Regions from separate parts of the Danio rerio genome. Here region 2 is linked to region 1. The links are chromatin contacts, called in public Hi-C maps. All regions are on one chromosome and are shown on one strand. Each heading gives the region's core, a stretch centred on a gene start, on an enhancer-like site or on the middle of the called end of the contact. The rest is flanking DNA. Distances are from core to core; before and after follow the strand shown. Region 1 overlaps mtmr6 (myotubularin related protein 6). Region 2 overlaps plcxd2 (phosphatidylinositol-specific phospholipase C, X domain containing 2).

Region 1 (3,544 bases), core at 662-3,161:
TCATAATCATTAATATATAATTATAGTGTTCTACTATGAATAATCATTTGATTATAAAGATGCAGGTTTATTTAAATAAATAATCTCCTCATCCACCACCAGTGTGTAGCATCCACCTGAAAGCAACCTAGCTTTCCCATGTGGTCTCCCATCCAGGTACTGACCAGGAGCAGCCCTGCTTAGCTTCAGTGGGTGACCATGTGAGAGTTGCAGAGAGCTAGCTGCCGACTTTATTAGTAATGGAATTGTTTTTATATTTATTTATTTACAAATTAAGCCACAACAGCAACAAAGTAATACATTAATTATTAATAAAAAAAAAACAATGTGTAACTTTAATTTATATGTACAGTTGAAGTAAGAATTATTAGCCCCCCTTTTAATTTTTTCTTTTCTAAATATTTCCCAAATGATGTCTAACAGATTCAGGAAATTTTCACAGTATGTGTGATAATATTTTTTCTCATGGAAAAAGTCTTTTTGTTTTATTTCGGCTAGAATAAAAGCAGTTATTAATTCTTTAAAAGCCATTTTAAGGTTAATATTATTAGCCCCTTTAAGCATTTTTATTTTTTTTGATAATCTACAAAACAATCCATCATTATACAATAGCTTGTCTAATTACCCTAACCTACCTAGTTAACCTCATTAAATGTCACTTTAAGCTTATAGAAGTGTCTTAAAAAATATCTAGCAAAATTTTATTTCATCATGGCAAAGATAAAATAAATCAGTTATTAGAGATGAGTTATTAAAACTATTATGCTTAGAAATATGTTGAAAAAAATCTGCTCTGCACTAAACAGAAATTGGGGAAGAAAATAAACTGGGTGTAATAATTCAGGGGGGCTAATAATTCTGACTTCAACTGTATGCACAGGACACGTAAAAAGCCTATTTTTACTTTGAAAAAGTAAGTAAACCCGTTGCCTTAAAAGTTGACTTTACTTTTACGAAGTCACTAAACCCATTGACTTAACTTTCAGAATTATGCACATAGATTTTTACTTCATAATTATAAGACGAGTTTACTTATATATAATTATCAAAATTATATAATTGTCAAAATATCTGCTACATACAAGAAACAGCTTGTAGTCTGGCCATGTTTTAAGGTCTGGAAAGGATTCTTACATTGTTCTTACTGTGATAGTCTCCTTTCACCTCAGAGTGTCTGTGGATCCTTAAAAAGTGTTAAATTCCTTAGTATAAAAATAAGGCCTTAATTAGTCTTAAGATAAATTAAATCTGTGTCTCAAAGGTCTTAAAAATGTGATCAAACTGACCCTGTAAAAAGGATTTTGTTTCTGTTTTGAAATCTACCTAAAATCTTTTTATCCGTCTATTTGTCACCCAGATGAAATGGGCAGAACCCTGTAAAAACACAGGAATTTTGTTTATGCACGCAGAGATTGGGACTATATAATAGATTATGAGTTAACCTGTAAGCTGCGTCAACCTGTACATAAATAAATGAATAAGAACCTTGGGGTTTAGGTTTACACAAGCCTAATTTTCCACCGGGGTCAAGATCTGTTAACGGCAATTTGTTAGAAGCTGTTTTGGATGTTTTTTTTGCAAATTCAGTACCATGAAATTGGTCTTAAAAAGTCTTAAAAATAACTTTTAGAAAGCTGCAGATACCCTTCACCTGAAATGATGTATCTCCTCCTTTTCTGTTTCCACAGAAGCTGCAGAATTTAGGTGTGAGCACGTCTCCACTGAAGCCCCAGACGCCCCCGAGAGAGCGCAGCCTCCCTCCCCGACCTCGCTCTCTCATTCTGGGCGCTCCTCTTCTAGGCCGAAAGGACGTGCAGCAGGACGAGGATGAGGAGATGTTTGCAGAGGAGGCCCGAGAGGATCCACCAGCTCTCACTGGAGGAGAACGGACTGTAGAGGGCAGCAGTGCCACAGAGAACGCTTATACAGAGCTGCCTGGATCATTCGGCTCCAGGAACGAACCAGCCATGGTCACGCTGGAGTTCGGGGTTGCCAGAATGACCTGCTAAAGACACGACACACAAGCTCATTTTTTCAGATTCAAGGATTGCAGGTGGACTGGAGATGATCAAGATTTGTAAACTCTGTAGTGAGAGAGAGGATGTTTGTTTGCGTGCGTATGTGTGCTGGTTTTTGTGGTTTTTGAGGACATAAAATTTGTTTAATGAATACTGTAGGTATTATAATGTTTATATGGTTTACGAGGATGCACATTCTGTCCTCATAATTCAAAATTGTGTAAAAAAATTATACCTAATAGAATTTATTTACATAAAAAATGAGGGTTGGGTTTAGAGGTAGGGTAAGGCCATATGATAAGCTTTTTTGACAGTATAGGATATACAACGCCTGTGGAGAGTCCTCATAAACCACCATAACCAAGGTGTGTGTGTATGTATGTTTTTATGTGAGCTGTTTACGTGATTGCATTGCTCTCATGTACAATAGATGAAGAGATCAATTCAGAGGTGGATCCTTTAATGTAAATTCATTGTTATATCTGTCGATTCAAATGCCATTTTGGTCATCATCTACAGCTTGTTTTTTGTTTCGTTCGCCCGATTTTTTTAAAGGATGTCTATAGCACTAAAAAAAAAGATTAAATGAAGAGCTGATGGATTTGTGACTCAGATCTTTTTTTCACGAGTTCGCACTGTTGTCGTTTTTGCATTTATAATCATTACTGCAGTATTTGAAACAATGCAATATCGCTTTTCACAGACTAACGTGAACGATTGAGGGAGAAATCTCTGAAAATGATAACATTGATTAATCAATACCAGAAGACAAAAATACTGTTAAATCTACCTGAAGAATGGTAAGCGCTGTTTTCATCTGTACATTTGTTCTGCTGTATTTATTAGTGTTTTTGGTAGTAATTTGCTTAGTTGTTTATTAATAGTTTAAAATTTCTTTAAGAGGTCACACTTTACAATATAAGGTTCCATTAGTTAATGTTACTTGATGTATTTAATATTATGAACTAAGAATGAACAATAGTAGTACAGCACTAACTAATCATAGTTCAACATTTACTAATGCATTATTAAAATCCAAATTCATGCTTTGAGGTGCGCGTGAGGTTATTTTTATTAACTAATATTAACAAAGATGAATAAATACTGTAATAAATGTGGTGTTTGTTCAGGTTAGAAATACATTAACAATAACTAATGCACTCTTATTGTAAAGTGTTACCAGTTAAGCTAACAGTTTCTTCTGTAATACTAAAATTGGAATTAAGATTTGTGAAATTTTGTAAGAATGCTATATAGCAAATGATTTATTAGAATGTTACATATTTTGCTTATTTATTTATTATTTTTCAGCTGGGCCAGTGAAAAATGATATACACTCGCTGGCCACTTTATTAGATACACCTAATTGGGTTGGACCTGCTTTTGCCTTCAGAACTGCCTTAATCCTTCGTGGTATAGATTCAGCAAGGTACTGGAAATATATTCCTAAGAGATTTTGGTCCATAATGACATGATAGCATCGTGCAGTTGCTGCACATTAGTGGACTGCACATCCATGATGTGAA
Region 2 (3,764 bases), core at 753-3,252, 120 kb after region 1:
GTGTATAAATAAAGAAACTTCTCAGTTCCAAAGGCTGATGGCACTTAAATATAAAAGTGTTGAGCTCATATGTAATTCCATGTGATTCATGGTAAGCATGCCTTTAGTTTTTCGTGGTGGTCTCCAAAATGGTCATTTGGTATCCCGATCCTTAATGAGGAGGGTGTTTAACTTGATGACGGTGTTTGCAAAGTCCACAAGTTCTACAAAGTCTGACGTAATGATATTGACTCCATCTTTGCCAGGCTTCTGTGCTTCAACCCATGTCATTATGGTTGGAAGGTTCCTGAAACAGAAACAACAGAAACGCTCGGTAGTGCATATTTTATAAAAAATACTTCTTTTAAGCTATCTAGTCATCAGAAATTAACTTCCAGAAAAATATTCAGCAGTTTTAAACATTGACTATAGGATGTAAAGTTCTCTTGAGCAGCAAATCAACATGTTAGATTGATTGCCGGAGGATCTTGTGACACTGAGGATTCAGGTTGCCATTTTGGGAATATATATTAACCTATTTCACTGGTAAAAGTTGTAAAATATTTTATTTTAAAAATATATTTTAATAATGGTAAAATATATTTAAATAGAAAGCTGGACCTTTAAGATATTTTACATTTAGTCACAGGACAATGGTGGGGTATTAGAATTCTACAGCATTATCATTGCCATATTTTATCCATAACATATAGAATATAAAAATAATAGTTATATTAAAGTCAGATGCATCAAATTGACTTTATGACAACAGGTTAAACTTTCTAACAGCTTTACGACGCTCACATACATTAAACATAAAGACCATGACTGAATTTGGAGGAAGGTCATGCGCTATTGCATGCATGGTTTATATATTTATAAACACCTCAGAGGATATTGGGGGTCACTGGAATTATTATTTTGAGGGTCATATAGGCTGAAATGTTTGAGAACCCCTGATTTAGCAGACACTTTTGTCCAAAGCAACTTACAATTTAGGAGGCATTCAATGACTCAACAAGAAAAGGCAGTACACACAAGAAGTGCTGATTATGCAAAAGAACTGTTTAGTGCTAGAGGAGAGATAAGAGTGTTTCTACTGGTGGTTTGTTAAGCCCACTCACTTCATAAATACACAATGTTATTTATTTATTTATAATAATATAGGATATGGTGCCCTATCATACACCCTGCGCAATAAAGCACAAGACCTGTTTGACGCAATTTGTTGCTATTTTCAGACCAACGCTATTTTCGCGCTTTGCACTATGTTGTTTAAATAGCAAATCCATTGCTCATTCTTTATCCTTGCGCTGCAGATGGTCTGTAGCACACTCAGAATAGCAAAATCTTTAAAAAATTTCAGAATATTGCGGATTTTGCTTAAATTATGATCAAATAAATGAGGTCTGGTGAGCATTAGAGACATTTAAGATGAGGCAGTACAAAAATGCAATGTTTTTTTATTATTATAATCCTTTTTGCAATGCAGATGACAGTTTTGAGGTTTTGGGGTTCATAAAAACAATCCTTTTAAACTTGACAATGTAATGTTCTTACAAACTTGACTGTACAATGTTCGAATTAGAGTGTACTTGCTGAAACATAACAGAAAACTTGTCATTTAAACAATTTTAGAAAACTAATTTGCAGTTCTTATTGCAATCAAACAACTGGGGAAATAATTGTGATTATTTTAATGTTATTTTGAACCCTATTTTTCTTTCTTGTGACTTGCCTTTAAAAATATTGCAGCACATCATTTAAAATAGTCGTGTATTTTGTATAGAGCTGCATAAATACACATACATATCAAAATAAAACCTCAAAAGCTGTCTACAGGGAGCTGTTAACATATTAGCAATAAGTATGTTAGCTTTATTTCAGGCCAGCCGAGTCAACTTTGAATAGAAATAAACAGAGCAGTCATTTGCAGCAGCGGCCCGGACAAAACCAGGAAATGGGAAGCTCAGACTGTGTTTATCCTGGAATAACAAACAATCCAACTTCCACACTCAGGCAGATTTACCCAGCTTCCTCCGAGACAGCCGTCTCATAAGGATGTCCGCTAAAACACAGCACATGGCTCCACACTTCTGAGATGATGAATATATGTGCCACTAAATATGACACTTCAATATATATTTTCTAGACTGTGCATGCTTTATTTTTGCATAAACCGGTAGATTAAAAGTAAGCACTGAATTTATAGGTGTTTGCGAATTTTACGAGAGGCCTTGTTTAAAAGGAGTCCAGTTAGTAGGTTATGGGACATTATTCCATCCTGTAGTGTGATTATAGGTTGTGTTTGTTTAACAAGTGTTTCTCTGTCTGATCCTGAGACTGCTTTTCAAATGTGCATTGATGGTGAGCATGCCACCTAGTGGAGGGTTTTAATATTACTACAACAAAAATGACCAGTACAGTACAGACTGCTGGAATATTCAGTTAAAGAAAAAAAAAATCAGCCCTCCTGTAAATTTGTAATTATTGTTTAAAGTGCTTTTTAAACTCCAGAGCAAGAAAATTGTAACAGCATTTCATATTATATATTTTAATATATATATAAATTTTCATTTTTAAAAATAGTTTGTATGCTCAATATTATTAGCCTCTTTGATCATTTTATTTTAATTGGCTATAGAATAAGCCAATGTTGTTCAGTGACTTACCACAAATTAACCTTACTTCCATAGTTAAACGAATTAACCTAAGCCTTTAAACTGGTCTTTAAGCTGAATACTAGTTGCAATATAACCTAAATATTATGTAGTGTCATCATGACAAAGACAAAAGAAATAGGTTATTAGAAATTAGTTATTAAAGCTATTATGTTACTAAATGTGTTGGAATAATCTCAATCAAACCCCAATTAGGTATTAAACGTAGAAAATTTCACATGAGGGTACATGATTTTGCTTTCTGTACACACTACTGGTCAAAAGTTATCACATAATCCTTAAGAAATCATTCTAATTTACTGGTTTGCTGTGTATGAAAGAATTATTATTTATTAGTATTATTATTATTATTACTATTATTACTACTATTATTATTATCAATAGTTATTAACAAGTGAGTAAATTAATTCCATTCAAAAGCATGGTGCCTGTATATCTAAAAAATACAGATTTTTTTAATATCTTAGTAAAATAAAGTATAAATGAATAAATTATCAAAAGTGTTGCTAAAGACATTTATATTGTCACAAAAGATTTCTACTTCATATCAATTCCGTTCTGAAGGAACTTTCTGTTTGAAAAAAAGCTGAAAAAAAAACTGCTCAGCTGTTTTTAAATAACAAAAAAAGTTTTTGAGCATCAAATATGAATATTATAATAATTACCGAAGGATTATGTGACTGGAGTATTGATGTAAACAGTTCAGCTTTGAAATCGCAGAAATAAATTGGACTTTACAATATATTCAAATAGAAAACCGTTATTTTAAATAGTTTTGCTGTACTTTGGATCAAATAAATGCAGGCTTGGTGAGCAAAAGTGACTTCATTTAAAGAAAACATAAAAAAAAAAAACATTACAAAATAGTACTGTTCTAAAACATTTGACTGGTAATGTGTATACTGAATAGCCTACTTTTACAGTAACCTACTTTTACTGGTAATGTGTATACCCTAGTTGTACTGATTCATATTTACCTCTCCACCAGGTAGTTCCTCAGACCCTGTACCAGGCCCCTGGCGATGGTTTTGACACGTGGGGTTAGAATAGCCTGCGACACATGAAAGCTGCCGTATTTGGCTCTTTCACCCAGCGTGGTCTCCA

The links. Hi-C and Micro-C count contacts between places; a contact is called where the count stands out from the background.
Region 2: a contact with region 1 is called in a Hi-C map of hematopoietic stem cells, with 1.6 times the contacts expected there. The contact joins two enhancer-like sites. A contact is called at or near these places in 3 of 18 Hi-C or Micro-C datasets (caudal fin, hematopoietic stem cells and an unstated tissue).

Annotation. Positions count from the first base shown.
Region 1 is chr24:29,017,805-29,021,348 of GRCz12tu, forward strand. mtmr6 (myotubularin related protein 6) reads left to right here. Exons shown (of 14, transcript NM_199791.1): 14 at 1,689-2,619. The coding sequence ends at 2,009. Among named protein-coding and RNA genes, the nearest start is that of amer2, 15 kb to the right of the region's middle. Within about 2 kb of position 1,912, at least 4 of the 62 cell types and tissues checked have an H3K27ac peak or open chromatin away from gene starts, as enhancers often do.
Region 2 is chr24:29,138,784-29,142,547 of GRCz12tu, forward strand. It overlaps plcxd2 (phosphatidylinositol-specific phospholipase C, X domain containing 2), which reads right to left. Exons shown (of 4, transcript XM_073940764.1): 3 at 3,638-3,764; 4 at 1-286. The coding sequence ends at 133. Among named protein-coding and RNA genes, the nearest start is that of phldb2b, 8.7 kb to the left of the region's middle. Within about 2 kb of position 2,003, at least 6 of the 62 cell types and tissues checked have an H3K27ac peak or open chromatin away from gene starts, as enhancers often do.